Linked DNA regions of Triticum aestivum: region 1 is linked to region 2. Evidence: chromatin contacts called from public Hi-C data. All regions are on one chromosome and are shown on one strand. The core of a region is the stretch at or near the end of the contact, and the rest is flanking DNA. Distances in the headings are between cores, read along the strand shown. Region 1 holds the start of LOC123055148 (two-component response regulator ORR6). Region 2 has its middle 61 kb from the start of LOC123055148.

What was found. A called contact is a pair of places that touch in the nucleus more often than the background predicts.
Region 1: a Hi-C map of leaf shows a contact between it and region 2, with 3 times the contacts expected there. The contact joins the promoter of LOC123055148 here to the enhancer-like site in region 2. A contact is called at or near these places in 2 of 5 Hi-C or Micro-C datasets (both in leaf).

Annotation. Positions count from the first base shown.
Region 1 is chr2D:630,517,586-630,523,854 of IWGSC CS RefSeq v2.1, forward strand. LOC123055148 (two-component response regulator ORR6) reads left to right here and starts at 1,898. Exons shown (of 2, transcript XM_044479104.1): 1 at 1,898-2,249; 2 at 2,334-2,996. The coding sequence starts at 2,006. The coding sequence ends at 2,620.
Region 2 is chr2D:630,455,259-630,462,103 of IWGSC CS RefSeq v2.1, forward strand. No RefSeq gene overlaps it. Among protein-coding and RNA genes, the nearest start is that of LOC123055148, 61 kb to the right of the region's middle. Within about 2 kb of position 2,768, at least 4 of the 8 cell types and tissues checked have an H3K27ac peak or open chromatin away from gene starts, as enhancers often do. A contact at or near this core is called in leaf, where this site is marked.

The DNA of each region.
Region 1 (6,269 bases), core at 648-3,147, 61 kb after region 2:
GACGGAGAAAGTACTAAGGTGGTGTTTGGTTCTCTAGTCCTAGGACTTTTTCTAGTCCCTAAGACTTTTTGAAAAAGACTCTCAAGGAGGTGCTTCTAAGGACTTTTAGCAAAAAGTCTCAAAAAAGTCCCCCCTGTTTGGTTTGCTAGGGGACTTTTAGGGACTTTTTTTAATCCGAACACAAAAAAGTTCCTGGAACCAAACACCCCCTAAAGCAACAGCCAAAGCTCTCGGCTATTGCTCCTTGACAAAGATAGAAAAGTCGTTTGAGTTGAAACGGTGAAGTTAATACGATCTCATCACAAAACCAATACGTACCAGAAAAGCAGTCCACTGGTCGATGAGATCGTCGCCAAAATCGTGCCTACGTTTCCTCTTGCGAAAAACAGAAAGATCTGCACCCACGAATGCAGGATGCAGCTAGCTGGCGTCTGCGATCACGGTTTGCGTAGCGAGGAAGGTTCCTGTATCCGGTCCTGCCCGGCACGTACGTACCTCACCAGCATTCATATCCCGGCGCAGACGCACGGCCTGCCGCAACCGATTCTGCGATCACCTTTTCCAGTACAGCAGCATCCGGAATCCAAATCTGGTGGTACTCTGCCACGGACATTCACTGACTCTGAACCCCTACCATCAACCGCCGCTGCCTACGAGCCGTACCAGTACTCCTCTAGTCGACTCCACGCCACCGACGTCCGTCCGGTCGATGTCGTCGTCGATCCCCGCACCCAAGATCTGCAACGTATCACGGGACGCGTGGACGCGTACTGGCCGGGTCGCTCGACTGCCGTTGTTGGTCCCCCTCGTCCCGCCGATGGAAGATCACGCGACGCGATTCTTTCGAGCGACCGGTCGGTGGCGCCCGGCCGGCGTAAATGGCCCGTCCCGCCCGAGCGATCGCGAACGAAATCCGGGGATCCTGCCATGCACGCACGCGGAAGGGGCCACGACGTTGATGGTGCGTTACGTACCCAGTGAAAGAAATAAGAAGATCGCGTGTGAGATCAGTTACAGCCGTGCATGAGAAGGGATCAGTACAGCTGCCATCCAGAGGTGATATGTCACGGTGCGGGCCTCGATTCTCCACCGATGGATTGAACGATCACGGGCCCGGCTCCGGAATGAAATCCGGGGATCCTGCCATGCACGCACGTTGATGGTGCGTTACGTACGTGGGCTGGGCTCGGAGTGAAAGGAAGAAAGAAAGAGATCGCGTGTGAGATCGATCACCAACAGCTGTGATGCAGGAGGAGAGGCTCCTGGTATCCAAGGGGCAAGTGACCCTTCCACGCACGGAAGGAAACCAAACCAAACCAAACCAGCCGATGAATGATCTCACGAATCACGGGTGAATCTCCGAAATCAAGACGTGTCCTGCCGCCGCTCACCCAAAAAAGATCCACAATTTTCAAGCAAATCCCCGAGCCCACCCGGTACGGATCACCTGCTGCCGCCCGGAAAGACCAAATCAAATCCTAGCCAGCCGGCCCGATACACACATGCATACAGAAAGAAAAATCTAAAAAAAAAGTGATGCAGCTTGTGCGTGCCCCATGCACGCAAATCTCCTCTCCTCCCCACTTGCCCACACCCCAACGGATGGAGAGAAAAGAAAAAGGGAGGAGAAGATACGCAAACAACATACGGTGTGCGTGAGCGATAGAGGAGGTGACGGAGCGAAAGCGAGGGGCTCGGCAGGAAAATCCCGGCGGGGATCTCCCGGGCTGGGCCGCGGGGCCCGCGGATCCGCGCCCGGATCGGGCCCGGGACCCACCGGGGGCTGGGTTTCACTCGATCCGCGAGCCTAGGATCCCTTTCGAGATCTCGCAGGATTTCCCCCGCATTTATTTTCCGCTTCCCCCCGCCCCTGTATATATACCGCCGCGCGTCGCGGCCAACCCAACCAACACACACCCAAACGCATCAACACGTCAATCCTTCAGACGAGTTCTTCGCCGTTCCATACTTCTGCTCCTGCTGCTCCGGCGAGTTTGATCTACTGATGGCCGCCGCTGCTCCCACCCAGGCTCCGGCCATGACCCTGCCGGCCGCCATGGCCGCCAAGGTGGCGCCCTCCCCGAAGCCCGCCCCCGCCGGCGACCGCAAGGTGGTGCCGGTGATGACCGACGCCGACGAGGTCGTCGTCCAGGTCCAGGTCCAGGCCGAGCTGCACGTGCTCGCCGTCGACGACAGCGTCGTCGACCGCGCCGTCATCGCCAAGATCCTCCGCAGCTCCAAATACAGAGGTGAGAAATCTTCAAGAAACTGGACGGCTAGTCGATCGATCCTTGTTTGGTACATGTTCTAACCTGCCTTGTTCTGTGTTGCAGTGACTACCGTGGACTCTGCGACGAGGGCGCTGGAGCTGCTGGGCCTGGGGCTCATCACGGACGTGAACATGATCATCACCGACTACTGGATGCCCGGCATGACCGGGTACGAGCTGCTGAAGCGCGTCAAGGAGTCGTCGGAGCTCCGGGAGATCCCCGTGGTGATCATGTCGTCGGAGAACGTGCCCAACCGCATCACCCGCTGCCTCGAGGAGGGCGCCGAGGACTTCCTCCTCAAGCCCGTCCGCCCCTCCGACGTCTCCCGCCTCTGCAACCGCATCCGGTGATCAGCCGTCCAAGCCTCAGACAACGGAGGAGGATTAATTCTTAAGTAGAGCAGGATTTTTCAATTCTTTTTTCTTCGGTCTTCTTTCCCATGGACATAGATCCGCCGCTCGCTGCCGCCTCAAACAACAGCTTGACTTTTTGGGGTCCTAGGAGATGATGATGATTTAGATTAGGATGTTAGTTCGTTCGTCCCCTTGTGTGCTCTGCTTCTTCAGAGATGCCAAGAAGAACAAACCGAAACAGAGTATTCCTTCTACCAAAAGGAAGGATATCTTCTGAATGAATGTTGTTCAGAGAAGTTTCCCCTCTTGGCTACATGTCGAAAGCTTTGATGAAATGGCATCGGATCAGAGCAACATGTTGACAGTTTCATAATCAGAGTTAGTCTTTTGGCATGAATCAGCAATTAACTATCATCATCTGGTTCCTATCTCCTTGATCAATCTCCACATGCTCACGGCTGTTCATACATGTGTCTGCCCCTAATCATGCTTTGTCTGCCACGCGATACAATTTTCCATGATTGATTGTTAATAATTACTTGCTCTGATGCTGATGTCGACGAGCTAATATACTAGCAGAAGCACAATCTTGATCGTACGTGCGTATCTCGTAATTGTACATATACAAATGGCTGTGGGTTGTCTTAGGTGAGCTGTTGTTATACGCGGCGTATAAAAAACTGAAAAGGTCCAAAGGCCGGAGCATATATGGTAATGAATGGGGGCACTGTGGAAGGATCTCCCCGGAGATCTGCTTACCTGGTGCCAGATTCTGCTTCCGCACAAGGCGAGGCGAGGTGAGGTGTGGGAGCGCTGTATGTGGCCACCATGTGGCTGCCTGGATGAATTAAACTGGGAATAAACATGCGGATCAGGGAGAAGATATGGCGGATTGGTGCGTGCAGCTGTGTGTTTGTTATTAGGTCGGGTTCTGATTTTATCTGATTCCGTGTCCTGTCTCGTGGAATGTCAAAGTCGGATATGTATGTGCGTGTATATGTTATCTTTGGTTGAGTTGTGGACAAGTAGTTGCAGCAGATGTTTGTTGGAATAGTGGTTCCGTTGGTTTGCACTTTGCAAGAAGAAAAGTCCACCGAGACCCTGTGCTGCTGGGTGAGCATTCCTGGCCTTGACTTCACATTGTTTACTAGAATCAGTTTATCTACGTTTGTTTATTCATCACTGGTAAACGTTTCACCTGGTGAGTAAAAAATGTTGAAGTGATTAGAGCAACTCCAATGGGGCGACCCATTTCGTCCGCGGCCGTCCGTTTGGGTCGGCACGGACAGAAAAGTCGGCCCAACGCGCCGATCCAAATGGACGCGCGTCCGCTTTCGTCCGCCTGCCGACCCATTCCCGGCCCATTTTTGAGCCGGATTTGCGTCGGCGCGGACACAAGACGGACGCGCGCGCGCTCGCCCTCTTTCCTCACCGGGCCCGCTGGTCGGTGGCACATTGGACTGGCCTCTCCACATCAATCAGCACACCATCGTCCCCCTGCTTCGTCGCCGACGACGCCGGCCATTTTTTCCGATAAAAAGATAGTTCTAGTGTACACATATAAAAGAAAAGACCAACTACTCGTCGCTTTCCGACTCCGACTCGGTAATGTCCTCCTCCGACGTCTGAATCTAGGCGTCAGCCTGCTGCTCGTCTTCGAAGTCCCAACCCGGCATTTCTCGTAACTTCAGTTTCAATTGAGCGGCCTGCTTCCGCGAACACTTGTCCTCCCGATAGGCGGCTCGCTCCGTCCTCCTCGCGTCCCTCTCCAACCTCCTTTGCTTGTAGAACTGGCGCTCGTCGACGATGTCCTGCGGGAGCGTTCGCGCCACACCACCATGGCTTCCACGTCCATCTCGGCGATGGCGAGGCGACCCTGCCGCCTCCGGTGGACACGACGATCCTCGTCGGTGAAAAGCCGCAGGAGAGGCGCGAGATCCTACGCCCGCTGGCTCGACACGTCGGGAAAATTCATCTCCCGACGAGGCCTCAGGAGGCGCCACGCCGCCGCGTCGTGCTCGCGGGCCGCCTCCTCTGCGGTGTCGAAGGTGCCGAGGATGAGGCATTTCTCGCAGAACCAGATCTCGGAGGAGAAGCCGCCGGAGCGGCGCTCGCGGACTCCACGAAAATCCGAAGCGCCCAGGCGGCGCATCGACATGGTGGCGCAGAGGCGGCGAGGCTAGTGGGAGGGGGGCGAGACGAGTGGGCGGCGGACAGAGTGTGCATGAGGCGCCTTCTTATAACGAGCGCCGGCCGCGGCGCGCGCGCGAACCTTTCCCGCGCGCTGAGCGCCCAAACCAGCGCGCGCTAGGCCGCTTTTCCCCGCGCGCGCGAACCTTTTCCATGCGCTGGAGCGCCAAAACCAGGGCGACGGCATGGCCGCTGGCATGATCTAAAGCGCACGCGGTCATGAAATGGGTCGGCCCATTAGATGCACTGCCGACCCAAAACTAAAAGAGGGCGGACGGCGGGCGGGCGGCCGACCCAAACGGACAAAAAGCGGACAAAAACGCCTTCCATTTGGGTCGGCCCGTTGGAGTTGCTCTTAGATGTACACAATGTGTTGGAAGTGAACAATCATCGTCTGGTTTATCACCGGTAAACGTATGTTTCACCTGGGTGAGCATTTCTGGCCTTTGTCCGATAGATTTACCCGTTGTGGATTGGAGATTTGAAAAGAGAGAGAAGTGGAGTAAAATGGATTCAAATGCCGCATTGCATACAAGGGTTTCTTACCGGAGTGAAACAAAACTAAAGTCTCAGCGTCAGTGTCGGCCCAGCAGAGTGCTTTCGCCGTTGTCGGTTTCGGGTACAGGTACCCTTTTGTTGAAGGTGGTTCGAGCTTTTCGACTTCACATTGTTTACTGGAATCAGTAAATCTACATTTGTTTAGCACTGGTAAACGTTTCACCTGGTGAGTTAAAACATGTTGGAGTGATTAGATCTGAACACTGTTTTGGAAGTGAAACCACATGGCTTAAACTGTTGGAATTCAGAGATACGGCACCGGCAGCAGGTAAAAGGTAGCAGTAACTCCTGCTCCGGCATTAAACAGCTAGTAGCGGAGAAATGTCAAGATCACTACGTGAGGCAGAGTCATAAAGTTCTGATTGGAACTGTATGAACTCATGACCACTAGCATTAGTGTGGGTACAGGCCCACTGTGATCTTCGGGGAAGAAGGAAGGAAAAGTCGGAGAAGATCGCACGGACTGACTGATGCCCGTGGCCGGGCCGGACCCGAGTTATGAGAGCGGCACGTACCTACTCCGTGGGGCGCACGGCGGGTGTCGCGTCTCGCGTACGTAGCGTACTGCTTCCTACGTACAGTAACTGCGTCTCGCTGGTCGATCGATGCGTACATACGTACGTATGTACAGGGTACAGCCGATTATCTACTTTGATGCTGCTTGATTCCGGCGTCATGCTCTCAAGGTAGTCCACCAAAATGTACCCGATTTATTGTTTGGACCACACCTCATCTGGAGTAATTTGCTGTGTACGTGTACTGCGTACGGGGTGGTAGTACTGCCTATGTAAGGATTGGGAGATTCGAGTACATGGTACATCTCCGTGCGTGTTTCTGCGTTAAGCAATGTCTTCCTCGCCAAATTAATAGTGCACAAAGTTTTTTTTAAAAGAGAGAA
Region 2 (6,845 bases), core at 1,518-4,017:
AGATAGATATGGTTCTCGACTTCCAAAACCGGCAATGCAGATTGCATCGTGCGAGGCTGGCCTTTTGGCATTGCCTTTGCCCTTTAGGAGAAAGCAAGTCCTCGAGCCAATTTGCAGCTGCTTTACTTTACGGCACTCTACTGGGCAAAGACCTTTTGAGTCTTGAGTCTTGACGATGGTCAGACATGGTGTGGGAATGCTAGCTGCTTGCTGCTTGGCGCAGCTTGGGTACACACTACACGAGGGCCTATGTCCACACAAGAAAGAACCTGCCTGTCAGCAAGCACAAAATTTAAAGCAAAATAGATTTACAGGTTGCGTTCGGACGACCACGGCGCAAGTCACAGCCTGCTCTGCATAGTGTGTGTGAAAAACATACCCGGCCGGCGTTCCCGTTTCTTGGTTCTGCACGCCGCAAGGCTGGACGCGTTTGTCCACACGCCAATTCCCGACCTGCCGCTGTCAACAACGGATCCCAGCAGCCTGCATTCCCCGAAGATCATGGCCGATGTCCGCACTGATCCGGTCGCAGGCGAGCAGAGCCAGGAGGACCAGGCTTTGTTTGTAGCGTCCACGATACTACTCTACAGTGTAATACTCTGACAAAATCGATCATGCAAGAGAGAGAGAGAGAGAGAGAGAGAGAGAGAGAGAGAGAGAGAGAGAGAGAGATTTGGGGTGCACATGCAGGCTCCCTCCCATGTGAGCAAGATTTGCACAAAACAATTGATCTCACCCACTGATTGCTTTTCTTTCTTTAATCTTTCACTAAACGCACCACACCTGACCGACCAACTACTGCGCTGTGAAGAAGAGGAAAAAAAAAAGGAACGGGTCAATGCAGGTTACATGTAGACGCACGCCCACGCGGTTGTTGGGCTTGAGCTTTTCAACGAGACAGGTGACAAGTTTCTTCACCGAGATCCATCGGATTGGCCAGGATACGTGGTTGACGCAAGAGGTTGAGGTAACATGGACGTTTGGAATTAGCAGACGACCAAGACAATAACGTACTCGTACGTGACCCTTACTATACATTTTCATGAAAATATTCTCAAGCAACCAGGAAAAAAAACTTCTACAGGTATGAAGATTTCCCGTATAGATTTTTAATGAGACATTTTTCTAGACTGGAGAAAAGAAGAAACTTCTATTCTGCCGGGTGTGACACCACGATACCGATATGTACGGTGATTCCCCGTAGATATTTAACGAGATATTCTTGCTAGCTGGTCAATGGCATGGAGCGGATATTCTTGCTATCCCTTCTCTTCTCTCTGTTGACATCGTGTTTCCATCTAGGAGGAATAAAAATCCTACCAGCGATCAAGTCGCGCTGGAAAAGTATTTGGACGTTGATAACTGCCACACGTGTGGCAGGAAAGGAGAGGCACCACACGACTCTAATGCAAATAGATTGCCACATCATCGCATGCATGCATGCGAGAATTTTTTTGGATTTTTAGTTTTTAAAATGTTTTATCTCTTAAATGAAAAATCCGATTGAAGATCCGTTTTCACCATTAAATCCCTCGCTACGAGATCTTCAAAACTACATCTCATATCGATATATTTCGGCGAAATATTTTTTTAGTTAAAAGTTGCCATGTCTATTGCACATGAATTGTCATGATATTTACACTGAAGTTGCCATGATATGTTTCAACTATTTTCTTTTACATTTAAAACTAAATTTTAACATATTATAAAACAGAGAATCAAGAAACTAGACTTGCCATGCATCATAAACTAAAATTGCCATGATACATGCACTTAAAATTGCCATGGTTCAATAAAAAAAATCATGGTCAAAATACTGGAATTGCCATCATCAAAAAACAAAAATTGCCATGATCTACAAACTAAAATTGCCACATGGCAACTTTAGTTTAAGCACTATGGCAACTATAGTGAAAACATCATGGCAACTTCTGGGCAAAAAAAAAACGTCGAAACATATCAACATGGGGTCTAGTTTTGAAGATCTCATCGAGACGGATTTAATGGTGAAAACGAATTTTTAGTTCGCTTTTTTATTTAGAAGATAAAACATTTTTAAGCCGAAAACCAAAAAGATTTCTGCTGATGTCACCTATTCATACGTGGCAAAATGAGTGGTGATGGAGGCGTGTGGACGACCTGCAAACACCCACACGTGTGGGCGTTAGTTTTTCCGAAAGTAATTATCTGATGAGTTCAGAATAGCATCAACAGCTCAAAGTACTGTAATACTAGCAACAGAGAGTTAGAAAATTAGCACTACCTGACACGGCTAAGTGGAGGTCGTAAATTAAATTAATTAAGCAGGCTGTGATTATCGTTTCAGTTGAGCAGGCAAAGGTTACTGACGCGAGTGCACGGCCTGGCGCAGCCGATTCTCCGGTCGATCTATGCACCGGAAATATTTGAAAGCCGGCCGCTGACAGTATCAGTGGAGAGAGAGGACGGGGCGTCGACCCGTCGGCTGGGCAGCTGTGATAGCTGCCAGCCCACCCAAGTTCAAACCCCGATTTTGACGCGTGATATTCATGAAGTTTCTTTTATAAAAAAATGACAACAAGGATTAGTCTTTGGGTTGGTCTTATCTTTAGATACTCTCGAAAAAACAGCGTCAGTGGAGCATGTGGCGCCGGTACGTATCTGCTGAAGTAGGCACGTGAATTTTTGTTCGTTTGCCCGTCGAACCTTGATGCCGACAAGGCCAACGGTGGTGACCCAAACCGAGGATTCGGGAGATCGGAGGTTCTGGTCGGCGGCTCCAGGCCTGCAACTTCATGGCTGGCGTCGGCGGGGGCCGTGCCGATGCCGACACGCCCGTGACCTTGCCGCCCCGCTCTACGTGAGGCCGACGCTGTTGCCTTGCCGGCCGAGAGCAGGGCCCCGGCTACGCATGCACGCATCCTCCAAATTCACCCACAGAGCGTCTGTTCGGCCAACTCCACCGCGCGACCTTATACTATCCGGCCCCGTCAGTTTAGGATAAAAGGGACAAATGAGGCGGCCCAGCACGCGGCGGCCTGAACCCATCTTATCCGTTTTGTGTCCGGGCCGACCCATTTTAAGCGCAAACTTGCGCCGAGTTTGGGTCGTGGCGGACACCAAACGGACGCGCGCCTCGTCCGCGCGTCGGGGCCGCGTGGCAGGCGGCCACCTACCTCACACTCGCCCACATCAATGCGCACGAACGGGCGGCCCCACCTGTCATCCGCACATCGAAGGGTTGCCGTCCTTCTTTAAGTGGGAACCATGGACTGGTCGTCATCCACACTGCCCCACGCCACCCCGCGGCCTCCTTGAAACCCGACAGCGCCGAACCCTAGCCCTCCCTTGTCCTCGAGCTCGCCGGCCGACCACCTCGAAGCCATGGGCTTCTGGAACCGCAAGGGGAAGCACGACCGTGAGGCCGGCTCCTCCTCGGGGCGCCGCCGCGGCTCCGTGAAGAAGGAGGAGCCCGCGTCACCGCCGCGCTCCTCCTGTCGAGCCCCCGCGCCGGCCCCCTTCACCATTAACCCTAGGCCCGCCGGCGAGCGCGACCGGCAGTACCTCGCGGCGGACGTGTGCCGGCGGTACTGGGATACGAGGACGCCGTTCCCGTGGAGCGACGTCCACCTCCCCAACGGATGGCACCTCAGCGCCGACCGTGTGCCGATCCCGCCCGTGCCGGCGAGCGGCCGTGCACGCCGCGATGAGATTGAGCGCCGCCGCCGCCTCCTCCCCGACGACCTGTTCTACGACGACAGGTACGCCCCGACTCGGTGCTCTGGGACACATGGCTCCAGGACGAGCACGACACTCGCCGCGCGTCCTACTTCGCCGGCATGGTGTCAGGGCCGCGGCGGCCACGTTGGGAGGTGCGCATGCGTACACGGGTGCGCGGCCTCACGCCCACGCCGTCGCCTTCCCCGTCTCCGTCACCCCCTCCACCTCCTCGCATTACAGCGGAGGAGGAGGCCCGGCTCGTGCAGCGTGTCATGGATGACTCCATGTACACCCACGACGAGCGCCAATGGGACGGCTTGGAGGAGGCGATGGCACTCTCTGCCGCCGGCGACAGCATTGACGGGCACGGGCAGGAGCACGCTGGCGGCGGCCGTTTTTTATTTTCTTTTTTATGTTTATTATTAATTATGCCAAGTTCGACGTGAAAACTGGGCCGTTTTGTGGCCGTGTCCTCCTAACCAAGTTTTAAGTTTATTAAACTGCGCTTATTTATTTTTTAAGTCATTTCATTTACGTTTTGCTATATTTTTAAATCATGTCCAACGCGGACGTGATTTGGGGCGCGGCCGCGCGGTGGGCGCACGCACGACCCAACGGATAGAGGCGGACACGGCGAACCCATCGGCGTCCCAAAGGGACAAAATCTGGCCAAAACGGACGTCCGTTTAGGGTCGCGGGGTGGAGATGGCCTTCCTGAGGGGTGACGGTCCGATCCTCCTCCGGAAAATATCGCCGATCTCGTACAGGGCGCCGCGTCCCTGCTTTAGGAGAGAATCTTTATCGCTTTCCAAATTTTCATGGCAACTTGGCAGCCTCTCCCAGCTCAGTGTATCTGCGGGTCATGTGGGTTCGACCGTGCAGTTCAGTCATCACCTTGCTCGTGCCAAGGGAGATCCTCGAGCAAACCTAGGCTCCTCCTATTGCCAGCAAAGGATACGATACGATTCCCCGTCTGTCACAAAGCGCTTTTTTACTGTGTGCTTTATACTCTCTTGATCTTGATTCGAGAACGAAAGCGTGACATGCATGTTGCCGCGATGCTACTGCATAAAGTACAGTACTTCTTGCCCATGAGCATGATCATTTCGAGTGTTGCGTGCTGGATCCTCCCGTCCGCCCGTCCCATGTTTTAGCCAACTCCACCGCCGCGCGACCCTATCCTGTCCGGCCCCGACCATTTGAGTTAAAACGGACAAACGAGGCGGCCCAGCGCGCGGAAGCAAACAAACTTTTGTCCGTTTTGTGTCAGCTTTCGACCCATCCGCGGCCCAAGTTTGCGCCGTTTTTGGGGTGAAACGGACACCACGCGGACGCGCGGGTCGTCTGCGCGTGTCCTCCCTTCCCGCCCGCCGGTGGCACATGGCGGGTTTTTTTCTATCCGCCCCTCCCTCCCTCCGGCCGCACCCCCTCCACTCTTCCCCTTGCTGCTGCCGCCGCCGCTGCCATTGCAGCCGTGCAGTTCGGACGCGAGCTCGCCCAGCCCCTTCCCCTCGGCGCCGCCGAGCTACCCAACCACGGCCACCTGGTTTGCGCACCCGCCGGCCGAATTTGGGGCGGATCCGTCGGTCTTGAGCTCGCCCGGCTGTGGGAGGCCGGGCCGCGCCATGGACTGACCGGGCACCTCGCCGGAAGGCCCTGGCAGGGCCGCAAGGCCACATGCAGGCAGTGGCTCCTCCTCTAGCCGCTCGGATCTGCACCGTCGGTGGTCCGCCGGCAGATACACGAATGGCGGTCGGCCGGGCTCGGTGCTTGCCCAAAAGCTCGCCGGCGCACCGTTGCCACTCATTAAGTGCGACCACTGCCCAAGGATGGTCGCGCGCCGCGTGTGTACAACGCCGGAACATCCCGGATGGGTGTTCATCAAGTGCTTAAACGATGGGGTATGCGCTTTTTTTAGCTTCGGTTTGTGCTCTAGATTTGACTAGTTGTACTAACATCAAATTTTGTTGTGTAGAATGGATGCAAGTTTTGGTATTGGGAAGAAGAGTACATCGATATATTGATAGAGCGAAATTTAGTACATGTTCGTGCACTTTTAGCTAGAATAGAGGCTGTAAATGAGACAAGTGCACTTGTTGCTGTTGGGGAATGAAGTAATTTCAAAAAATTTCCTACGCACACGCAAGATCATGGTGATGCATAGCAACGAGAGGGCAGAGTATTGTCTACGTACCCTCGTAGACCGTAAGCGAAAGCGTTTATCAACGCGGTTGATGTAGTCGTACACCTTCACGATCCGTCCCGATCAAGTACTGAACGTACGGCACCTCCGCGTTCAGCACACGTTCAGCTCGATGACGTCCTCGCCTTCTCGATCCAGCAAGAGGGGTGAAGTAGTAGATGAGTTCCGGCAGCACGACGGCGTGGTGACGGTGTTGGTGAAGAACAATCTCCGCAGGGCTTCGCCTAAGCACTACGAAAACTATGACGGAGGATAAACTAGAGGGGACGGGGTTGCCGGCACACGGTTGGTGTTTCCTTGGGTGCTAGCCCTACCCCTCTATTTATATGTTGAGCCTTGGGGTCGAAACTTGGAGTAAAAGCCTCCACATAGTCGGTTTCACCCGAAAGGCAAGAGTCCTTCTCGGACTCCAGGGCCAGACGCCCGGGTTCCCGGCGTCTGGACCCAGATGCCAGGCACCCTGGCGTCTGGCCCCTGGACTCCGCAAAACTTCCTTTTGCGCTTTCCAAAAACCTCGTGGGCTTTCCCCTTGGCCCAGATAAAGTGTTCTCGTGCCCAAACATTTCGGGAAACATCCAGAACCCCTTCCAGTGAATTCGGGAACCCTTCCAGAGACCAAACACTATTATCCCATATATCAAACTTTATCTCCGGACCATTCCGGAGTTCCTCGTCATGTCCATGATCTTATCCGGAACTCCGAACAACATTCGGTTACCAACAAACATAACTCATAAATACTATATCGTCAACGAATGTTAAGCGTGCGGACCCTACGGGTTCGAGAACTATGTAGACATGGCCGAGACACTTCTCTGGTCAATAACCAATAGCAGAACCTGGATGCCCATATTGGCTCCTACATATTCTACGAAGATCTTTATCGGTCGAACCGCATAACAATATACGTTGTTCCCTTTGTCATCGGTATGTTACTTGCCCG